Regions from separate parts of the Mus musculus genome. Here regions 1, 2 and 3 are each linked to region 4. Evidence: chromatin contacts called from public Hi-C data. All regions are on one chromosome and are shown on one strand. The core of a region is the stretch at or near the end of the contact, and the rest is flanking DNA. Distances in the headings are between cores, read along the strand shown.

Region 1 (2,881 bases), core at 137-2,636, 330 kb after region 4:
AGTGCTTCAAAATCATGTTTGGAGATTCCCCAAACACAACATTCTACCCGACACTGCTCTTATTTTTGTTGTTATCTACTAGATTTCAGCCTCGGAGCTCTAAAAAGGCATCTTAGTGAGAGTTATCTGAGCAGTTGCCAAGTCATCTTGGCGGCAATAACCAAAGAATTAGTCTGCGAATAGCTCCACTTTCTAGCTTTCCGTCATCGCGCCGTCCTTAGTGATCTGGAAAACATGCTCCGAGGGAAAAGGCTGCGCTTTCCACTTGAGTGCCTCATTCAGTGGAGCAGGCAGATCAACCCCTGTCTCTGTCCAGATTACAGAAGCAAGTTTGTGTGATAATCATCCATCTCTTAGTGGACACTTGTTCTCTCCACAAGACTCAACCGTATCCAGTCTATGGGGTCATTTAACTCATGGCTGTCACCTGCTCTTACAAGCACTTCTCTGAGTGTCCCTGACAATGGTCACAAGCAATGGACTGGGGCAATGGAGCAATCGCTCCTTTTGCCCTGGATCTTTTAGGTTAGTCATAGATGGACCATGGGTGGGTAACTAGATAGCACCATGGCAACATAACTGAAAGTCAACCTAGATTGTGTCTCATATTGGTAGATGCAGTTGTTAAGATGATTCCAGGGGAAGTACACTGACTTGTATCCCTTTTTATGACATTGATTCTTCTCACACTTCTTCTGACTGATTATCCTGCAAGTGTTTGTTTACATCTAACCCATTTAAATGCATGTTTTTATTAAAATGCATTCCATATTAATCAACTAGTACTCTTAAGCAAGTGATCTTTCTGATCTTAACTTACTGGCAACTGAATGAGCCACTATGAAACACAGTAAGTAGTTTTCTTTCAAATTTGGGGATAGAGCAAGTCAGTGAAGGGGGTTCAGCGAAGCAGTGAAGGCTCTTCCTGAGTACAATCCCCACGTGTCCTGTGGCTTGTTTGAAAGACACTCATCAGGTTTGAAGAAGCTACCATTTACTCTCAACGGAGTCTGTAATCACAACGGCACTGGGAAGACTCCTGCACATTTTCCCCTTTTGGCTTACAGTCTCAAGGATTGTTTATGAATGATTCCTTTTCCCTTCTCAAAGTTAAAAGGGCTGGAAAATTTGGTTCTTTCAAAGCAGTCTTCCTTAAGTACAAGTAGAACAATACAATCCTGTTTCTAAATACTCTCCTCACTTGCCTCAGCAACCATCAAATTTTCAATTTATTTCATCCCAGAAAGAACTTTGAGAAACAAAAAGCGTCCTCAAATGCAGATATGTTTTAAAACCCGGATGTCTAGGGTTGAAGAGATTAGGTAAGTAATAGAGAGCTTGCAAGACAAGCTTGTGCAAGACACAGATTTGACTCTCAGTGCTAAATAAAAAAAAATAAATAAAAGCAGAAGTTACTTAAAACACAGCTGGCTAGCCAGTCACTACATTATATAATGTACCCTTCTGATTTTAATTTTCAAACCAGCCATGTGTTTGCTTCTGAAATAACCTTTTCCGTCTTTATAAAGTTCGTGAATTTTGAAAAAGACCCCGCCCTTAGCTGCCCATATAGATACATATATGCATATGTATATATGTTAATCAGTATAATTTGTCAGAACACTAAAATGCAAATGTTTGCGTGCTACCTGAAAGCTTGCTTATTTTTTCACATATACTGCTTATTCTTATTCACATATGTGTGTGTGTATATATACATACATATATATGTATATATACACTTTACATTTGTTTTTTGTTATAAGTTAATTCTTAGTTGAGTTGCCTAATCCTAATATTGAAAGAGTATGTTCACTCTAAGGGAAAAAAATAGCCTCCAACTTCTATTCCTCTGCTTCTTAAATATCCTGAGTTATTTTAGGCACAAAGCCATATTCTTTTTCTTTGTTTATTTACCCAGTCACTACAGAGCTGCCAACAGAAGCTCCTTTTCCCACACATATCTTGATGCTTTAATATCCTAAACTGAAGCTTTGCAAAGATCAGTTATGCCTTAACTAGCACATGCATTCCCTTCTTGTAGTACATCAGACAAGCCATTTCTACTCTGTCAACACAAAAGATAAACATTATCCTCATCCTTCACAGGTTAGAATTCCTTTTTCACAGTCTTAAAAAAAATCTATTATAGAGGGGAAATGTTAATGTAAATGTCTCAAAACATGATGTTTTTTCTTTTATCATCATTACTTTTTTGACAAAACTTAAATCTTTACAGTAAAATTATTATTACAATTTACCAATTTGCTTCACATACAATATAGTCATTGATAGAGATGTGATAGTCTAAGGTTTTAATGGTACAGCTGAACCTGGCCCAAGATAGCCTACGCTGTGTTAAGACAAATCCAGTAGAAAAGTTAGTGGGATCTCAAAGGATTGTACCAAAGACTTTAACAGCCCATTGTCATTGCTCTTGATTACCCTCCAGATATGATGGTAAAACCCTGCTGATGAAGATCACACGTGCCTGAGTGACAGAACACAGAGAAACCAAACTGATGCTGACTTCATGCCAACTGTCTAGCTTTCTTAGCTCTGGGAATCACAGCAGCATAAGAGAAAGGAAATTATCAACCTTACCAGCTGTGAAACCTGTGAGCTACAAGAATGATTGTCCTGGCAAAGCATGCCCACTGGTACAGTAGTGGCAAACTCCTGCCTGGTACCAAACTAAGTCAAAATGTCATGACTATCTAGAAAATAATATGATTATTAGGCTAAATGGACACAGTAATAAACTGTAACCCCCTCCCAAGTTCTTATCTTTATAACCATATAGTAGTGTATCTCTCAGTCCTCAGCAGGAGAACTCGCTTTGCAATTAATGACTATTATTATACAGACTCACTATTAGTCA
Region 2 (2,892 bases), core at 327-2,826, 310 kb after region 4:
TTTATCACAGTGGGAAGCAAACAGACACATGAACTGTCATCATTCTTAATATTTGTGCTTTTCTTTAAAAAATTAAGACTCGGCTGGGCGTGGTGGCGCTCACCTTTAATCTCAGCACTCTGGAGGCAGAGGCAGGCGGATTTCTGAGTTCGAGGCCAGCCTGCTCTACAAAGTGAGTTCCAGGACAGTCAGGGCTATACAGAGAAACCCTCTCTCAAAAAAAAAAAAAAAAGAAAGAAAGAAAGAAGGAAGGAAGGAAGGAAGGAAGGAAGGAAGGAAGGAAGGAAGGAAGGAAGAAAGAAAGAAAGAAAGAAAGAAAGAAAGAAAGAAAGAAAGAAAGAAAGAAAGAAAGAAAGAAAGAAAGAAAGAAAGAAAGAAAGAAAGAAAAAAAATACTAAGACTGTGGTCAAAGTTAAATGGCACACTCAGGACTGACCCAACAAGGAGACAGCAGCAGGGACATGGATTTTAGGTAGAGAAGATGCCCTTAGTTAAGTCATGAATTTGATGTTCTGAAGAGGAGGAGGAGGAGAAAGAGGAAGAGGAGGGAAAGAAGGAAGACCAGAAAGCGTAAGGCAGCAGTGCACCCTTGCACAGGTGAAAAAAATAAAGAGATTAAGAGATTAACTTACAAAATATGTCCTTCATCCTGGAAGATTTCAGTCAATTGTTTTTATCTTTCTGCTTTCTACTTTAATTTCTAAGTATGTATATATTTATTTACTATATCCACTTTTCTAATTATCCTCATCTTCTTTAAGATCTTGGTTTTTTGACATCTGAGTACCTCACCTGCAAGAGTCGCAGTAGAGTATCTAGTCGCTCAAAGGCTTTGTTTCCTAACTTCTAAAATGATGATACAATTCTGAGTAGGGTGCAGTGTGCAAGGGTTAAGAAAATAAATTAATTATGTCTGCAAGACTACAAGACCAGGCTACACATATATTCACTTCTGGAATAATATTACTTTTATTACATGTTCTCTTTGAACTACAACATTTTAATGCATTTAAATAACTGTATAGTTCTATGGCAAGCAATGGTTTGCCAGCTTAATTAAAATAATTTTGTATCATTCTATATATTATTCTAATTTAGATACAATTAAATACCCTTTTGGTTTACTTTTTCAAAAAACTATATAAAATAAAGTTATAAAGAAATTAATATTTATAAAATATCAATAAACATTTATCTTTAATATATATATGTAGTTTCAAATCATACAACTATTTCCTAAAAAAAAATCCCAATTTTCTAATAGGTTATTTACTTATATTTCCATACATGAGACTCTCCTCAATTAGCCACTACCAACAGATATTTTAGAATTGAAACAGTTTTTATTGAGTAAAATCTACTACTTCTTGACCTGTGTTGCCCTTATCCAAATCTGTTACTCTAATGTGAAAATGCAATTTTATTACATAATTCAGTATATATTTTGAAGATTTTTTTGCAACTCTGACTCATATTATGTAATGCAATTGGTTTGATGTTGCACAACATTGAATAGGAGGAACACAGTTTTCAAAATCCTGATTAAACTACAACTTGGAGATAGACTGAGTGTGAGTTGATAAACAATACTAAGAGAAACACACTTAGGTAAACAATATGCAACGCTAAGCTAAAGGAAGCAGAGGGTGCATATATATGACATGTCAGTTAACCTAAGTACATAAAAGTTGCAAAGAACAAATAGATCACAACAGTTTGGAAAGCAAGGCTGTAGTGGGTGTGGGCTTTGACAGGCATGCAATCAAACAACTCTAGGTGATTAGGAACTCAGCCCTTGTCAAACTCCTGAACAGATCAAAGGCAAAGTCAAAAGTCAACAAATGAGTCACGTTCAAGTGATGGTTCTGGATTCCCAGTCAAGTTTACCAGACAAATTTGTCTGTGGGAAAAGACTCAACATAGGATTCCTTTGATTTTCAGCTATCTTAAAGGCCGAATTATATAAGATTTCTGTAGGAAAAGTATGGCTAGAAGGAAAAACGATACCTGCTTTAAAAGTTCATGACACTGATTGAAAGTATTTAGATGAATCTGAGAATAAAGGTAAGAGCTTGGGTCATTCACCTTGAAACATATACGCACAAAGCATACAACCATATCCATGAGCACTGTAAGGCTATCTCACTAAGTTGAGAATGCTTGACTCCCCAACAGGATCTCTTCTTTCCTGCTGTATTTTATTTGGAACTCATGTCAATAACCTAGAAAGATCATTTCTACATGCTTGAAAAATATGCAACTTGCTTTAAAAGAAGTTAAAATTAGCATGTAAAATTTCAGCAGAGATATTCTTTCAAGAAATCAAAGCAAATTTAAGGAGAAAACAAAAACAAAAAAAAAAAAAAACCCACATTTCCCTGACAAGTCAGATAGATGCTGCGTGCTCCTTTTTATGTGCAAGCCTTTTATCTGAGTTGAAAGTAAAAGGCAGGTTTGCTATGCTTTCAGCTTTTTGCACAGTAATTAAAACATAATTTGTAACTAATTCCAGTAAAGTTTATTTATTTTTTTTATCTAGAGGATTCTGCTTTGTTTTTCCAAAGACTGTTATGAGTAAGTGATTGCCTCTGAGAGCTTGGAAAACCCCAAAGTTATGGCTCTGTATCTCCCCCTCCCTTTCTGTTCTCTTTCTTTTATTCTCCTGCTCTGACTTTTTACTTTAATTGGCTCTAATATAAAACAAATCTATCTGGTGAAGAGCATTTCGTGTTCTCTGTTCCTAATTTAAAGCATAGATGAGTAGAGAATTGTTGCCTTCCCTGTCTAAACAAAAAATAACAAACAGTACCCTACATCAACATTGTGTATAGTTCTGGGTTTTTATGAGGGTGGGTCAGTGACCCTTGGTTACCAAAGTGGGGAAAAGAGTTT
Region 3 (3,178 bases), core at 608-3,107, 360 kb after region 4:
TTTACTGACCAGTAGAAATATAAACAATATTTTTAAATGCTAGTAGGACTCTATACATTCACGTAACATGCTGAAGGCATCTACTACTAAGGAGATGAATTACACAAAAATTGGATAATCTTTGCAAGACATAGAGGTAGCACAGCAGAGCTAGCTGAAAGTGAAGAATAACTAATAGAGCTATAACCCTAATAGATATCCATGAATTATAGATAGTCAGGTATGTAGCTCTAGTACAGCCTGTTCCTAGCATGTGTTAGGTCCTGAGTTCAACAACCAGCATCTATATAAACAAATATAAATAAATAAATAAATAAATACATAAATAAATAAATAAATAGAGTTATATTTTATTGTATTCATTATAGCATATTTTAGAAGAAAATATTTTATCAAGATTGACATAGTTGATAAAAGATATTTAACATGCTTTGACTGAAAGATTAATTAAGGCCAGATAGAAAATAAAATAATAATAACTGTTTATTCTTGACCAATATTTATATTCATATTTCCAAGACCAAGATTGATTATTTAACTTCAAAATAACACTAAGTATAGCAGAATTAACAAATAATTCTAGTGTTCAAGCTAAAAGAAAAGCCAAATGGAAGCTAAAATCCAAACAACTTGGTTACTATAATTTTGTAATAATTACTGAACAGAATTTTTAGGCAATATGATCAGGATAAACTAGTAAAGGTGTGTGAAACATGAATCTTAAATTTGTGGGAAAATATCTTAGATTCAATTCAAATTAGGTAAAGATTTAAACGTGAAATATTCCTAGAAAATATTTAGAAATGCATTATCATTGATATTTTTACCATTTTGTGTCAAAAGACCTTTGAGCAAGATTATTAAACATCAGTGATAGCTATTATTAGGTCCCTTTCAAAGTATAATGTAGTCAGAGAGGTTGCTCTTTGTCCCCTTCTATCTCTCATTAGTCAGGTTTTGGAGTGTGCCAAGTGATTGTGTAAATTAACCATTCCAAAATGCTTGGAGCTAGAAGACCAGAAGTGTGACCATGTTGTTATTAGTTAGAAAGAAATGCATATGCTGATGGGTTTTCAGCTCATCTTTAGGACAAAGGATTTTAACAGATATGCCAGATTCTCAGAACTGAGGAGGACTTGAAAATCTTGCAGTGTCATCTGCTTGCTTTACAGACTTCAGACTTAGAATATAGGAGCCAAGGGAGTTAGTGAATTACAATATGTTCCACGACAGTGGCACTGAGCTAAAACCAGGCATCATGTCTCCTTGGTCTCAGCTTTGGGCTATTTTATTAGACCAAAACAAAACCATCATTGATTCAAACTGATGAATGGAAGTCAATTCCTACTTTTAGTTACATGTTTCATCGCCATGGTGATGATATTTTGAACCTATTAGTTGCTGGATTTTAAATTAATTTGCACTTTAAAGTTAATTGTTAAAATAAAAATAATTAGAAAGGCACATTTAGCATTACACACACACTACCATGCTCAATAAGTCATATGGGATGAAGCAACTGAAGAGACAGCAGTTTAAATTTGTACCTCTCATTCCATTTCTTCAAAACTACTAAATACATGCTACAATTTTCACATTGGAGTGATATTCTAAAATATTGTATAATCTTCCCTGATGCCAAATTATGATACACACATTGGGAAGCCAAACCCAGTTATTTTCTATTAAAAAAAAATCTCCTCTTACAGGTTCTTCCCTGCTATCATTATGAAGCAAGATTATAAGACGTGATTTGGCGTCACATCACATTGGGAATATCAGGAAGACAAAGGCAGCTAGCTGTCACATACATGTTGGCTTTCGGTGCACTCAGACCTTGCTGTGAGGAACACTGAGTCATCTGAAATGCAGGGTGTAGAGGAAGCTGACACATTAAGGGACAGAGCACTCATGAGTTCCCAAAGACAGGCAATGGGACAAAGGACAATTACACATGCTCTATTTTGGGACCTAGTTGGGAATTCTTTATTAAGAAATGCACAGCTCAGAAATAAGAAAGAAAGAGAAAGAGAGAGAGAGAGAGAGAGAAAGAGAGAAAGAGAGGAAGAAAGAGAGAGAGAGAGAGAGAGAGAGAGAGAGAGAGAGAGAGAGAGAGAGAGAGAAAGGAACCATCTCACAAAACTTTAATAAGATAACACAATTTTACTTTCAGTACAATTATTATACCTTCATAGGAAAATCATTTTTGAATTATTAAAAAAAAACCTTCAGCTTTACCAAAAGTAAGTTAGTGTAAGAAGATCTAATTAAATATTATGGGGACTGTCAGGTGCAGCAAATAGATGCTTAGTTATTTTATTTGCCATAGCACTACAATGACTGACACATCTGTCTTTTTGGATGCACCAAAACCTATGAAGCTTGCTGTTCTTTGACAGAATAAAATTCAGTGTTTTCTAAGGATTCCTAAAAATGGTATCTGGAATACTGCAAAATAGTGACGCAGCTCATATGACTGTTCTTTTATTTATAATTAAGGTGCCCTGTGTATTCTAATTATAAGAAACTTTTATCTCACCCCATTCACAGACATGATCTAACAGTGATTATGTGGTTGAGAAAAATAAGAATCCGCTGAGAAGCACTTGAAAAAATGTACAATATCCTTAATCATCAGAGAAATGCAAATCAAAACAACCCTGAGATTCCACCTCACACCAGTCAGAATGGCTAGGATCAAAAAATTCACATGACAGCAGATGCTGGTGAGGATGTGGAGAAAGAGGAACACTCCTCCATTGCTGGTGGGATTGCAAGCTGATACAACCACTCTGGAAATCAGTCTGGCGGTTCCTCAGAAAACTGGACATAGTACTACCACTAGATCCAGCAATACCTCTCCTGAGCATATACCCAGAAGATGTTCGAACATGTGATAAGGACACATTCTCCACTATGTTCATAGCAGCTCTATTTATAATAGCCAGAAGCTGGAAAAAACACAAATGTCCCTCAACAGAAGAATGGATACAGAAAATGTGGTACATTTACACAATGGAGTGCTACTCAGCTATTAAAAACAATGAATTTATGAAATTCTTGGGCAAATGGATGTATCTGGAGGATATCATCCTGAGTGAGGTAACCCAATCACAAAACAAGTCACTTGATATGCACTCACTGATAAGTGGATATTAGCCCAGAAAGCTACAATACC
Region 4 (3,183 bases), core at 178-2,677:
TGGCGGGGGCTTCTGTCATTGAAAAGGTAATCAGCATTTTGAAAACAAATTCAAATGAAATTCAGTTCACGGTTAAACAAATTTTTCTTTAACAGTCAAAGTATTACTATCATTTAAAAATTATCTTTAGTATATATTTTGTTTTAGATATCATAAGAATCTTAACTTTTATAAGCTCAAGTAAGCCAAACATAGAAAGATGAGCTTGATCAGTGGTATTATGCTACAGTTGGCTAGGGATGAGAATATAGTTCAGTATTACAGCAGTTGCTTAACTTGAGAGGCCAAATCTACTCCATCTTGGGACTGGCCCCCATCTTAAAGAAATTAATGAAGCCTGAAAATTTGACCTGCAGCAGAACTCAAGCTACACCCATGTACCAGGAAGGATACCATGGCTTGTCCTTGGCCAAAGTTACTCCCTAGCTACTTCTTAGCAACAGTTAATCAAAGATTAGTCTGATTGCTTCAGATGTACCTTCAGACTGTGATTGTATTCAGTCTTGCTTTAGAGCACCCACCTGTCAGCTTACAATAGACATTCAATTAGATACTTGCTAGGATGGACCCCCCGCCCCCCCATTTACTTCCATTTTCTATAAAACCTTCTCCTGCTGAGGGTTCCAGGCTGCTCTGCCTTCCCTTCCCATCCTGCTGTGTCAGGATTGGGTTAGAGGAGAGCCCAGGCCTGAGCTTGTAATAAAGAGACCCTAATGCTATTACACTGGAAATGGTTCCTTGGTGGGCTTTGATGTTCACGAGTGCCTCCTGGCAAACAAACACACATAAATTCATGGATTTAGTCTCCAGTAATTGAAACACATGTATGAGCATGCTTGCACACACACACACAAACTTAGTTATAAAGAGTACTGATATGCTAATAAACATATGTTAACTGAGGATGACAGAAATAAGCTATAAAATTAGAAAGATTTTGCAAGTTTTTTACCATGAAAAAATAATAAATAGTTGAAAAAGATAAATATGTCTGATTTGATTTAAACATTATGTACACGTTGAATGTTATACTCTACCCTGTTAATGTGTATAACTTTATGTATCAGTAAAATATAATGTAAAAGATGGTTTACTTAAAACCACATCTATAATAATTTATCCAAAGTCCAGATGTTTATACTGGAAGCTTTTAGAATAGAAGGTCATGCTGGAATCTTAACCCATATTTCCATCTCTCCACTGCTTGATGGTCCCTATTTTCAGCTGTTGAGCTGAAGAAGACCTTTTAAGGTTAAGCCCTTTTACTTTGGGCTACTTTCAGATTCATAGAAAAGCTGCAACTGCAGTAAGAGCATCTTGTCCGCCCTTAAGCCAGTTCCCTCTTTTGTTGACATCTTACACAACTCTAATGAATCTGCAGGACTAAGGATCTACAAACCAAGCTCTGGCCTTGAAATGTCACACCTCTCTATTTCCTACTGTGAAACTCCATGCAGGATCTCCCACCAGTTTCCAGTTACTAAGTCTCCTCTGTTTCTCAAGCCTGTAACAATTCGCAGACTTGTTTTTCTTGATGCTCACTGTTTCAAGGTGTATTGGCTGATGGATTTCACAGAAAGCTTCCCAAAATTTTATGGTGCTTTGGTCCTTATCACTTTGGAGTCATTAGTTTCTGTAAAGGATTTCACAGAAGCCAAGTACCCTATTCCATTACATCGAGTGGGCTGAGTGTCGTCAGCATGACTCATCACTGGTAGCTTTAACTCCTATCGCCTGGTCACGCTGGTGCTTGCTGGGTTTTCTGTGGAGAAGTGGATATACTGAGTTATCATGAATAGCCTAGATCGACGGATGATGATTTAATACAGAAATAACTGAGTCACACATCTTCACAATGCTATTTTGCATGTTTTGTATTTATCTTCGCTGCAATCATCTCCAGGGTGTTGGCAGTACATTTCTCTTGGGTTTGACTTTTCCCAACTCTTTATTGACCCTTACTGGAGGTTATTCCAAATAATTAAAATAATTAAGCTGTAGTCTTTTGTGATTACCTTTTTGTGTGTGTGTATCTCTGTTGGTATGTGTTTATATGTATGTGTGTGTGCTGTGTTTATATGTGTTCATATGTATGTGTGTGTTCACATACAGGTGTGTTCATATACATCTAGAATGTAGAAAATAAATGTGGGTGTCATTTTTCAGGCACTTTCTATTATTTGTTTGTGACAGCATCTTTCATTGGCCCAAACCTGTACCAAGTAGGCTAGACTGTTTGCCAAACAGGCTTCAGGAATCTGCCCATCTCAGTTTCCCAACAGCTGGAATTATAAGCATATGCCAACATGTCTGGCCTTTTACATGGTCTCTACGGATCCAACTTAGGTCCTCCTACGTGTGAGCCAAGAACTTTACTAATAGAGCCATCCATCTATGACTGGCTTTTTGATGGACAATTTTGAATAGCCTATAAAGAACCATGTCAATACATCCAATTACAGTGTTGAATCAGCACATTGTGTGCACAGTCTGACAGCGATTACAGGCTTGACACCTATAGATGTCCAGTTCTATTTCTAGCTTATTAATATTAACTAATATTTGATTCATCATGCACTAGAAAATGTGCAAAAAACTTAACATGTTATTTTATTTAATTCATGAAGTGGGTATTACCATTTCCACTTAATAGTGAAAACTATTAACAGGTTTTTTGTTTGTTTGTTTGTTTTGCTTTGTTTTTTTGTTTTGTTTTGTTTTGTTTTTTTGAGACAGGGTTTCTCTGTATAGCCCTGGCTGTCCTGGAACTCACTTTGTAGACCAGGTTGGCCTCGAATGCAGAAATCTGCCTGCCTCTGCTTCCTAAGTGCTGGGATTAAAGGCGTCCACCACCACTGCCCGGCTTCAACAGTTTTTGTTTTTGTTTTTAAATAAAGTAGACTTTCTAAGATTTTATATAAATCATGGAGAAAATTTAAAGGCAGCTTATAAGGGTTTAGCAAGTGATTTTCAAGTTGAAGTTTCTATGAAAATTGTCTGAGGGTCTTGTTAAAAACATACAAATTCAATGACAGCTGTTACCAGAAGATCTTATTGGAGTCTCAAAGTCTCCATATTAATGATCACATCAAGTGCCTCTGATATTGATGGCCCAGTCAGCATGCCTTGGCATTGTTGGTTCTCGTTTGTGTTATACTGCTGCCTTTTATATTACAGGACATT

Evidence for each region. Hi-C and Micro-C count contacts between places; a contact is called where the count stands out from the background.
Region 1: a contact with region 4 is called in a Hi-C map of bone marrow-derived macrophages, with 18 read pairs. The contact joins two enhancer-like sites. A contact is called at or near these places in 2 of 484 Hi-C or Micro-C datasets (bone marrow-derived macrophages and uterus), 1 of 115 datasets of contacts at active chromatin or transcription factors (bone marrow-derived macrophages) and 1 of 9 other capture datasets (adipose tissue).
Region 2: a contact with region 4 is called in a Hi-C map of bone marrow-derived macrophages, with 2.5 times the contacts expected there. The contact joins two enhancer-like sites. A contact is called at or near these places in 9 of 484 Hi-C or Micro-C datasets (the 3T3-L1 cell line, bone marrow-derived macrophages, myeloid progenitors and 4 more).
Region 3: a Hi-C map of bone marrow-derived macrophages shows a contact between it and region 4, with 16 read pairs. The contact joins two enhancer-like sites. A contact is called at or near these places in 1 of 15 datasets of contacts at CTCF or cohesin (the NIH/3T3 cell line), 1 of 484 Hi-C or Micro-C datasets (bone marrow-derived macrophages) and 3 of 115 datasets of contacts at active chromatin or transcription factors (the NIH/3T3 cell line, bone marrow-derived dendritic cells and embryonic fibroblasts).

Annotation. Positions count from the first base shown.
Region 1 is chr2:84,380,820-84,383,700 of GRCm38.p6, forward strand. All of the region lies in intron 2 of Calcrl (calcitonin receptor-like), which reads right to left. Among named protein-coding and RNA genes, the nearest start is that of Calcrl, 43 kb to the right of the region's middle. Within about 2 kb of position 1,387, at least 28 of the 459 cell types and tissues checked have an H3K27ac peak or open chromatin away from gene starts, as enhancers often do. A contact at or near this core is called in bone marrow-derived macrophages, where this site is marked.
Region 2 is chr2:84,357,370-84,360,261 of GRCm38.p6, forward strand. The region is part of intron 9 of Calcrl (calcitonin receptor-like); the gene reads right to left. Among named protein-coding and RNA genes, the nearest start is that of Calcrl, 66 kb to the right of the region's middle. Within about 2 kb of position 1,577, at least 11 of the 459 cell types and tissues checked have an H3K27ac peak or open chromatin away from gene starts, as enhancers often do. A contact at or near this core is called in bone marrow-derived macrophages, where this site is marked.
Region 3 is chr2:84,403,159-84,406,336 of GRCm38.p6, forward strand. The region is part of intron 2 of Calcrl (calcitonin receptor-like); the gene reads right to left. Among named protein-coding and RNA genes, the nearest start is that of Calcrl, 21 kb to the right of the region's middle. Within about 2 kb of position 1,858, at least 6 of the 459 cell types and tissues checked have an H3K27ac peak or open chromatin away from gene starts, as enhancers often do. A contact at or near this core is called in bone marrow-derived macrophages, where this site is marked.
Region 4 is chr2:84,047,229-84,050,411 of GRCm38.p6, forward strand. No RefSeq gene overlaps it. Among named protein-coding and RNA genes, the nearest start is that of Zswim2, 110 kb to the left of the region's middle. Within about 2 kb of position 1,428, at least 10 of the 459 cell types and tissues checked have an H3K27ac peak or open chromatin away from gene starts, as enhancers often do. A contact at or near this core is called in bone marrow-derived macrophages, where this site is marked.